Linked DNA regions of Mus musculus: all the other regions are linked to region 2. A link is a contact called in public promoter capture Hi-C data. All regions are on one chromosome and are shown on one strand. The core of a region is the stretch at or near the end of the contact, and the rest is flanking DNA. Distances in the headings are between cores, read along the strand shown.

Region 1 (2,700 bases), core at 166-2,665, 2.6 Mb after region 2:
TCCAAAAGAAACAAAAGCCAGAATAGAGCCTTCCATTTACGAGAACACTTCGCAGTTACCAATGACAGACTAAAAACAACAAACTTATGTTTTAAAAGAAGTGAATGAGGACACAAAAGACTTAACTGTGGACATTTAGCCTGTCATTCATAATGTCTCTTGAATATAGTATGCCTTATAAACAGAAAATCAAACTCATACCTCAGGAATTTATAAATGTGCTTTAAAGTATTTCAGAGAAATGGCTTAGCACTTAGGTGCACTTAACTGCCCTTCCAGAGGACTGGGTTCCATTCCCAGCACCTATGGTGGGTGGGTCACAAATGTCTCAAATGCCTATAACTTCAGGTCCAAGGCATCTGACGCCCCTTTCTGATATCCCTAAGCACTGTGTACACGTGTCACTCACACACACACACACACACACTGAATAAAAATATAAGCAAATCTTTTACAAATGTAACTGAAATGGTGGCTAGAGACAGCTCTTCTTTCAGAGGCTCTGAGTCTGGTTCCCAGCACCTACACTGACTGGCTCACTACCACCTGTAACACCAGTTCCAGAGGATCTGATGCCTTCTTCTGGTCACTCTGGACACTTGCACACAGATAGCATACAGGCACGTACCCATAAATAAATCCTTAAAAAGAATAAAACAGACTGATGTATTTATTACCCAGAGTTCACTTTGTTTCTGCTCAAAGTAATTCATTTTAATGCATAACTAAATAACATGACATAGGGAATAAAATAGCTCAACTTAACCACTGCTGAGTGAATCCCAAGTTCACTTTCCATAGCTATTATGCTCAATGTTACTAACTCTGTTAAAATCATTAATAATAAAACCGTAATGAAATTATGGTCTCTCTGTGATACAGGAGTCGTCTTCGAGTTTATTTAGAGTACTAACATTGAAAACTAGTAAGAGTTCGAGGCCAACCTAGTCTACAAAGTGAGTTCCAGGACAGCCAGGACTGTTATACAGAGAAACGTTGTCTCAAACAACACATAGAGAGATAGAGAGGGAGAGAAATATCCACCATCAATGGAGGATACTAAGCTAAACTCTAGCTTTGCCTAACCCAAAGAAGAGAGGAAGGAAGCCACCTGGTTTGCATACGTGTTGGGAAATTCTTCTTGTGACTTCTCTCGGTGAGGAAGCATAAACAGTTGAGCGCTTCTAACAGTCTTCTCGAGGCTAAACCCGCTTCTCAGTTCTCAGGTCAAGCCCGGTTCTCAGGTCGTCACTCCATTGCACCTCACTTTTGGTACCCAGAGGCGCGCTCACTGCAGAGCATCTACTCGCCTCCAGCTGATGGCGCGTTGGACGTAGCGAGCCCGGGTGGGCGTGGCCCGCGCTCTGACGCACAGCGAGCGCGCCGACGCATGCGCACGTCGCCCGCGGGAGCTCGCCGGTGACTAGAACGGCGGCGGCGGCTCCCAGAGCGGGCGCTAACCGCCCGAGGCGTGGCGGGAGGCGGCGCGGGGCGGCTGGTGGAGGTCCCCGGGGTTGCCGGTCATGATCGACTCGGTGAAGCTCCGGCGCGACTGCGCGGCCGACTTCTTCTCGCACTACGAGTACCTGTGCGCGCTGCAGGACTCCGTGCCGCTGCCCGCCGTGCGCGCCTGCCTGCGGGACGGCGTGCTGGACTTCAATGCCGACCGGCTGCGCGCGGTGGACTGGGCACCGCTGCTCAGCACGCTCAGGGTGAACCGCGACCTGCCGCTGGTGGCCATCAAGAGCTCCTTCCAGCCGTGGCTCGGGGAAACAGTTCTGCGGTCCGGAGGTGCGAGGGTTTGGTCGGAGAAGTGGGAGCCCGGTGCAGGATCAGCCTGCGAAGCGGCCTCCACCTAGCCACAAAGGAGTTTTTGCCGCCGCCTCCCTTGCAGGTTGCCGCCTCGGTCCGTTGTCTGGAGTAGTCAAGCTAGGGAGTAGAACTCGACACTGCCCCTTATTACAGCGAGGATGACCAACTCTGCACCCCGAGGGGAATATGCGTGATAATTTAGCAAATGGTCCCTGCCCTCTCTTCTTTTAGGGGTTTAAATGTACAATCTCCCTTCATTCGTAATTGCAAGTTTAATACAGAAAAGGAGAAGGTTAAAGATGGAAAGAAAAAAATGTATAACAAAAAAATAATCAGGGACGTCTTTTTTGATTTTTAGAAAAATATTTGAGGGTTTTGCCTTCGCGTGTGTATGTGCACTATGTGTGTGCAGTGCCTGCGGAGTACAGAAAAGGGGGTAAGAGGTCGGAGTCCATATGTGAACCACCATATGGATGCTGGGAACCGAACTCGCATCCTTTGCAAGAGCAGCAAGTATGTCCAACCATTGAGCCATCTCTCCAGCCCAAGGGACTATTATTATTTGTTTCTTTTATTTATTTATTTATTTATTTATTTATTTATTTATTTATTTATTTATTTATTTATTTGAGAGACAGGGTTTCTCTGTGTAGCCCTGGCTATCTTGGAACTCACTCTGTAGACCAGGCTGGCCTTGAACTCAGAGTCTGGCCTGCCTCTGCCTCTCGAGTGCTGGGATTGAAGGCGTGCGCCACCACTGCCCGACTGGAACTATTATTTTTGACGAACCCGTTGTAAAACAGTTGACTCTGGTTATTTGCAGATAACGTATTTACAAGTTCCTTTCATTTGAATTTTTGTAACTCCCAGCCAAGTCTTTGTGGTGCT
Region 2 (2,700 bases), core at 22-2,521:
CCACTCTGAACAGAGACTTCTAAAGCACAGAATGATTCCCAGGAGGATGGGAAGAGTCAGCAGGCGGCAAGAACTCCACCATCAATCAAATCTGAGAAACACAAGAGCAAACACACATGCTCTTCAGATGACTTCAAGGCCCAGGTTTCAGGACTTCCGTGAGGTTCAGGCTACAGTTATCTGGATACGCTCCCATGAATAGGACTAATTTCAACTTTGAACCCTTTTGGTAAGCAGAAATCCCCCACAGGTAGAGTTCCTGGTAAGCAAGGCCTGGGGGCATAGCCATGACCAAGCTCCTGCTAACCTTTGCCCCTTGAAGTTTCAGTCACTTTTTTCCCCGTAAATTAACCTTCAATAGACATGTTGAAGGTCCATTTTGTGGAGGTTCTTTTTTAAAAAGTTGCTTTCTTACATTTGTATCTAGGTTGCGGTGCATGTGTGTGGGCAGGTGCATGCCATGGTTCACCACAGAACACATGCTCAGGTCATAGGTCTCCTGGGAGTTCTCTTTCCAAAGTGTGGGTGCTAGAGGCTGAACTCTGCTCATCAGGTTTGGCAGCAGGGGCAGCTGGACCATTGTGCTGACCCTGTAGTTTCTTACATAACCAGTATTTTCATTTTTATTACCCCTAATATACAATAGGCATATAATATTGACTGTGACATTGTGAGTTTACTTATGTGTGAACATAAACTCTCGTGTTGGGCAACTTGTATAAAGTACCAGCCAGTAGTATAGTTTTGACTTCGCGGGTAACTATTCAACTCTGAAATTGTAATAAGAAAGCCAATGCATAAGCAAACGAGCATGCTGTGTTCTAATAAAATTTTATGGTCACGGAAATCTAAGTTTCCCCTAACTTTCGTGTGCCACAAAATACTATGCTTTTGTCTCAGCTATTTAAAAAACGCCAAAAGCACTGTTAGAAGTCTTTATAAAAGCCAGGCAGCAAGTGGGTTGGAGTTTGTTAACCAGATGCTGTAGAAAAAGCTGTCCTGTCCCGTGGGGGATCAAGACCCGATTCTCCAGCTAGCAAATGTGGGGTCTCCTACAGCTAGCAGTGTCTAGTTGCTTTTTAGGAGCATCTAAGTCCCACCGCGGTTTCCCTAGACACGATCAGGTTCCTGGTACATACAGCGAAGGAGACTCTTGAAGATTCCCAGGCCTCGCCGTGTGTACGCAGCAGGCAGTGGGTACTCACCGAAGCGGGTTCGAATCCTTCCCAGCAGGGTCGCAGAGCAAGCTTCAAGAGCGTTTCATGCCTACCACTGCCCGGTGCTCACCTAGGCAGCGAAGTCCACTGCGCTTTCATAGCCTCCCCTACGCAGGGCCTGAGGGCGTGGCTACTGTAAAGCTCCTCCCCCAAGAGAAAGGCGGGGCTCCGGCGTGCCGGAGCAGGCTGGACCTCTGAGGTTCGGCCGGGCTCCCCGCCGCAGCCAATCAGCAGCCGGCGAGGCGCGGCCACTTCCTGGTGGGAAGGCCGGGCTGTCTGCGGAGCTCGCTGGTCCGAGTGTCCCGCATCGGGTTGCGCGCGGATCCGGAGCGGCCGCGGCCAGCGCAGGCTTGGCGCCCAGTTCTCGTGTGCGTGTGGGGCTCCCGCGGCTGAGCCTGGTCGCTCCGTGTAGCGCCATGTCCAAGCCACCTCCCAAACCGGTCAAACCAGGTAAGAGTGGTGTGCGCTGCGCGTGCGGGTCTCCAGGCTGCGGGACCCGGTGCTCGAGTTCCCGAGGAGCGTCCTCGGACTCTGTCCACACGGCTCGCCAGGACGTTCTAGCGGTGTGGTGGCAGCACCTCGGTCGCGGCCACTTCCTCATATTTCGCCCTGTCGCTGTCAAGTTGGAGTTCTTGACCGGCAGGCGAACGGGAAGTGCGCTGCGGCTGGGTGGGGTTTGCGCCCGGGCTGGAGCGGGCCAGGGACCCGAGGTCTCCCGGGAGCTTTGGAGAGCTGCTCGGGCGCTGCCAGCGGGACAGCCGGGCTGCAACCCTCTCGGCTCCTAGCTTTAGGCAGTGTCGCTCTGTCATGCATCCTAGTGTTTTTGCTTAGGGTGACTCTCGCGAACTAAACTGGAGAGAGTACGAAGTTCCTCAAAGCAGTTTTCTTGACCGCCCTTCCTGGTTCACTTTTAAAAACGTTGTTCTTAGAGTGTTTTCTGTGATATGGAGAAACGAGACTAAATAAACTCGTGGGAATTTTCATTTGGATAGGGAATTGACAGGGATCGTAAAAAAATGGGAGATGAATGTTTGATGAATTCCCAGACCCCTTTTCCTAATCTCCTGCAGCTTTGGTATTACAAAGGCTGAAAGCCATTTACATCAACTTTTATAGCTGCTTATGCTGCTGCTTCAGTGATTTTTTTTTTTTTTTTTTTTTGCCCTTGAGGTTGTTTTATTGGTTTTGCTTTGCTTGTTTGTTTGTTTTACTAAAGTGACAGTCACTTCAACTTCAATAATTATCCAGTTTCCTTCTTTTGTGGCAGCATCAAGCCCCTGACTTTGAAAATAATGCACACATATTTGTGAAACAGGCATTCGCTGTCGACGTAAATTCTGTAGGGCCGGAATATGAAGGAAGTGGCTCAGACTGGCTTTGGCCTGAGCAGAGGCTGGGCGGGTGCTGGTTGAGGCTGCCCTCGACGTGAAATCTGAGAAGTTTGCAATTTGCAATTTAGATGCGGATGTATGAGGTGGCAGTT
Region 3 (2,700 bases), core at 10-2,509, 2.5 Mb after region 2:
GCCATGCAACTCTCTGGGGTCACTCCTGTCAGTGGCCTGGTGGCTACAGTATAGCACATTTGGGCTAGTCTTCCCGCCCCGCCCCTGCCCAGTACGTTAACCCGGGTTTATTGGAGCGCCAGCCAAGGCTTCCTCAGCACCTTTCCTAGCAGAATCCAGACCGGGGTCTGCTCCCCGTTTCCACCCTTCCCTCTCCACCCCACAACGCGCCACAATGGACGCTGGCCGACCACCGCACTGCACGCCATTGCCCACCCGCGCCGCTCGCGCGGACGCTCAGCCGTCCCGCAGACGCTGTGCACCGAGCACGGCCCTAGCTGACACCAAAGGCGCACGCCGCGGATCCGCGCCCGGGAGCCCCGGCCCTCGGCCCCTGGGTGCGCGCGCGCGGGTGCGGGTGCGGGTGCCGGCCGGGGACGCGCGTGGGGAGGGCAGCGGCGAGCCGGGGCGGGGGGTACCGGGGCCCAAGGGCCGCACTCACCCAGCAGCAGCAGCTTGAGCTCCCGGCGGGCGTCGCGCTTGTCCCTGCGCAGCTGCCGCTCGATCTCGTCGTTGATCCTCCGGGCTTCCTTGGCCTCCTCGCTCAGGCAGCACGCCATGATGGACTCCAGAGTCATTCTTCCGAAGTGCCTCGCTGCAGCCCCGCCGGCGCCCTGCTCACACGCGCGCACACACGCCCTCCGCCCTCGCTCCCCCGAGGCAGCGGCGGCCGCGGAGCCCCGCCGCCCGGGCGCGCGTCAGGGACGAGCTCAGGGGAGCCGCGGTAAAGGAGGCGGCCGGGCCCGCAGCCCAGGCGGGCCGGGAACGAGCGGGGCCGGGAGCCTGGGACGCGCGAGGAAAGGCCGCCGCGCCCCGCCGCGCTCACACGCCGCCTTCTCGGAGAGCGCGCGGCCCTCCAGGCGCCGCCGCCGACGCTGCCCAAGGCTGTGCGCCCAGCGGCCCGAGCTCATCCACCGAGGCGGCCCCGCAGCGAGCGACCGCCGACGGCTCAGCGCGCCCGGCGCGCCCGCTCCTCGCCGCCGCCGCCGCCGCCGCCTGACTCGGCTCCGGGCGCCCTCGGCCTGCCCGCGCCCACTCGGCTCGCTCGCAAACCGGGCAGCCGGCCGCCGCGCGCTCCCCGCCTCCGCCCCCGCCTCCGCCGGACGCCCACCCGGCCCGATTGCCAGGCGCGCCGCGGCTGCTCAGTGCTCGCCCTCCCCCTCGCCACACACACACATTTTCTCCTTTCTCTGAACTGGAGCACAGATCCGGGAGGGGGCGGCGGCGGCGGGAGGAGGAGGAGGAGGACGGGCGCAGGGGGCGGGCACAGCGCAAGGGGCGGGACCGCGGCCCCTCCTGGACAGCTCGCGCTCTCCTCGCCCCGCCCCCGACTGCCCGCCCCGCTCGCCGGCCGCCTCCCTCTGTGCGAGCTCCGGCGCGGCGGTCACGGCCGTTGGAGCGGGTCCGGCAGGCGGACACCGACCTTCGGCTGCCGCTGGGCTGCCGGGGCGTGGTCGGCGAGAATATGGCGGCCTCGGCCTGCCCTCTGGCCGCTGGCGCTGCGGGAGCCCTGCCGGGAGCCCACGCGCTGCGCTCCGGGCCTCTCTGCAGCCGGGCTGCCCTTTCCTATTTCTAAAACGCCATTGGGAAGAAGCTGCCTCGAGTGGCCTCTGACCCAAGATCCATCTTAGAAGATGGGATGCTCTTTACTAGGGAAGAGAAAGGATTGTCACTGGCTCTCTGGGGGTTACTGAGGGATCTGTGGACGGAACTGTCCTCCTTATCTCCAGATAGGAATCTGAATCCTAAAGAGAAAAAAAGAAGCTGCCCAAGTTTCCAAGAGCCTCCTGATCCGTTCCAACTTTTCGGGTCACTGAGGTGGTTTCTGTTTTCCTACCAGCACACTACGTTAAACAGTCTGGTAATGTAGGATTGACCCTTCTACACCGTGACAGTTAAGGATGACTTCTGGGAGAACGCCAAGTAGTACAGAATGAAATGAAAGAGACAGATATGGTGGCTCACACCCATAAACTCCACACTCCACAGGCTGAGGCAGGAGAATTGCTTCCTGAGCAGTATGAGACCTTGTAGCAAAGAAAAGGGGGAGGGAGAGAGAATAAAATAGGAGAAAGTGAAGAAACTAGTATCATTGGAGCAAAATTCTATTTGGTTTTTATACTTCTAATTTGAGGTGGTTTACTAATAAATAGAAAATATCTTGTTCATTCAAGGTTGTATTGGGGAAAAAAAAAGGTTCATTCAATTCAGTGTGTCTCAAACATCAAGAGGAGAATCGTACTATTTTTCCTGACTTTATAGATAGAAGTGGGCGCCTCCACATTTCATGCTTTTCATAAACTGCTCCTGTTGATCTGGGCTGCAATGTAAGATCATACCCATTGCTGCAACTTAAGAATGAAACAAGTCTTGGACTTCAAGGTCTCTCCTCTGGTTTGCCTTATTCTCCACCACCACCACCACCACCCCACCCCATCCCCCACCCCCACCCCCACCCCCACCCCCACCCCCCCACCCCCGTGATACACTGCATGCATACATTCAGCCTCTATGCCAGGACTCAGATGGAGTTGTGGACGTAAAGTCTGTATGTAATACTCTGCTTTTAAAAAAGATACCTTGCCAAAGAAGCAAAGAAGCAAAGAAGGTGAACCTCTCACCCCTTTTATATGAATACCATCAGAGCTGGTGTAGACTAGC

Evidence for each region. Promoter capture Hi-C pulls out the DNA fragments that hold promoters and counts their contacts.
Region 1: a contact with region 2 is called in a promoter capture Hi-C map of pre-B cells. A contact is called at or near these places in 4 of 39 promoter capture datasets (the 3T3-L1 cell line, hippocampal neurons, liver and 1 more), 1 of 130 datasets of targeted methods (large pre-B cells) and 2 of 9 other capture datasets (adipose tissue and liver).
Region 3: a contact with region 2 is called in a promoter capture Hi-C map of pre-B cells, with 4 times the contacts expected there. A contact is called at or near these places in 2 of 39 promoter capture datasets (the C10 cell line and pre-B cells), 1 of 484 Hi-C or Micro-C datasets (pro-B cells) and 1 of 130 datasets of targeted methods (large pre-B cells).

Annotation. Positions count from the first base shown.
Region 1 is chr19:15,983,704-15,986,403 of GRCm38.p6, reverse strand. Cep78 (centrosomal protein 78) reads left to right here and starts at 1,415. Exons shown (of 15, transcript NM_198019.2): 1 at 1,415-1,791. The coding sequence starts at 1,524. It overlaps C130060C02Rik (RIKEN cDNA C130060C02 gene), which reads right to left and starts at 1,329. Exons shown (of 3, transcript NR_045355.1): 1 at 1,112-1,329.
Region 2 is chr19:18,630,587-18,633,286 of GRCm38.p6, reverse strand. It overlaps Nmrk1 (nicotinamide riboside kinase 1), which reads right to left and starts at 1,271. Exons shown (of 9, transcript NM_145497.2): 1 at 1,206-1,271. It overlaps Ostf1 (osteoclast stimulating factor 1), which reads left to right and starts at 1,474. Exons shown (of 10, transcript NM_017375.3): 1 at 1,474-1,667. The coding sequence starts at 1,634.
Region 3 is chr19:16,131,243-16,133,942 of GRCm38.p6, reverse strand. Gnaq (guanine nucleotide binding protein, alpha q polypeptide) reads right to left here and starts at 1,259. Exons shown (of 7, transcript NM_008139.6): 1 at 482-1,259. The coding sequence starts at 617.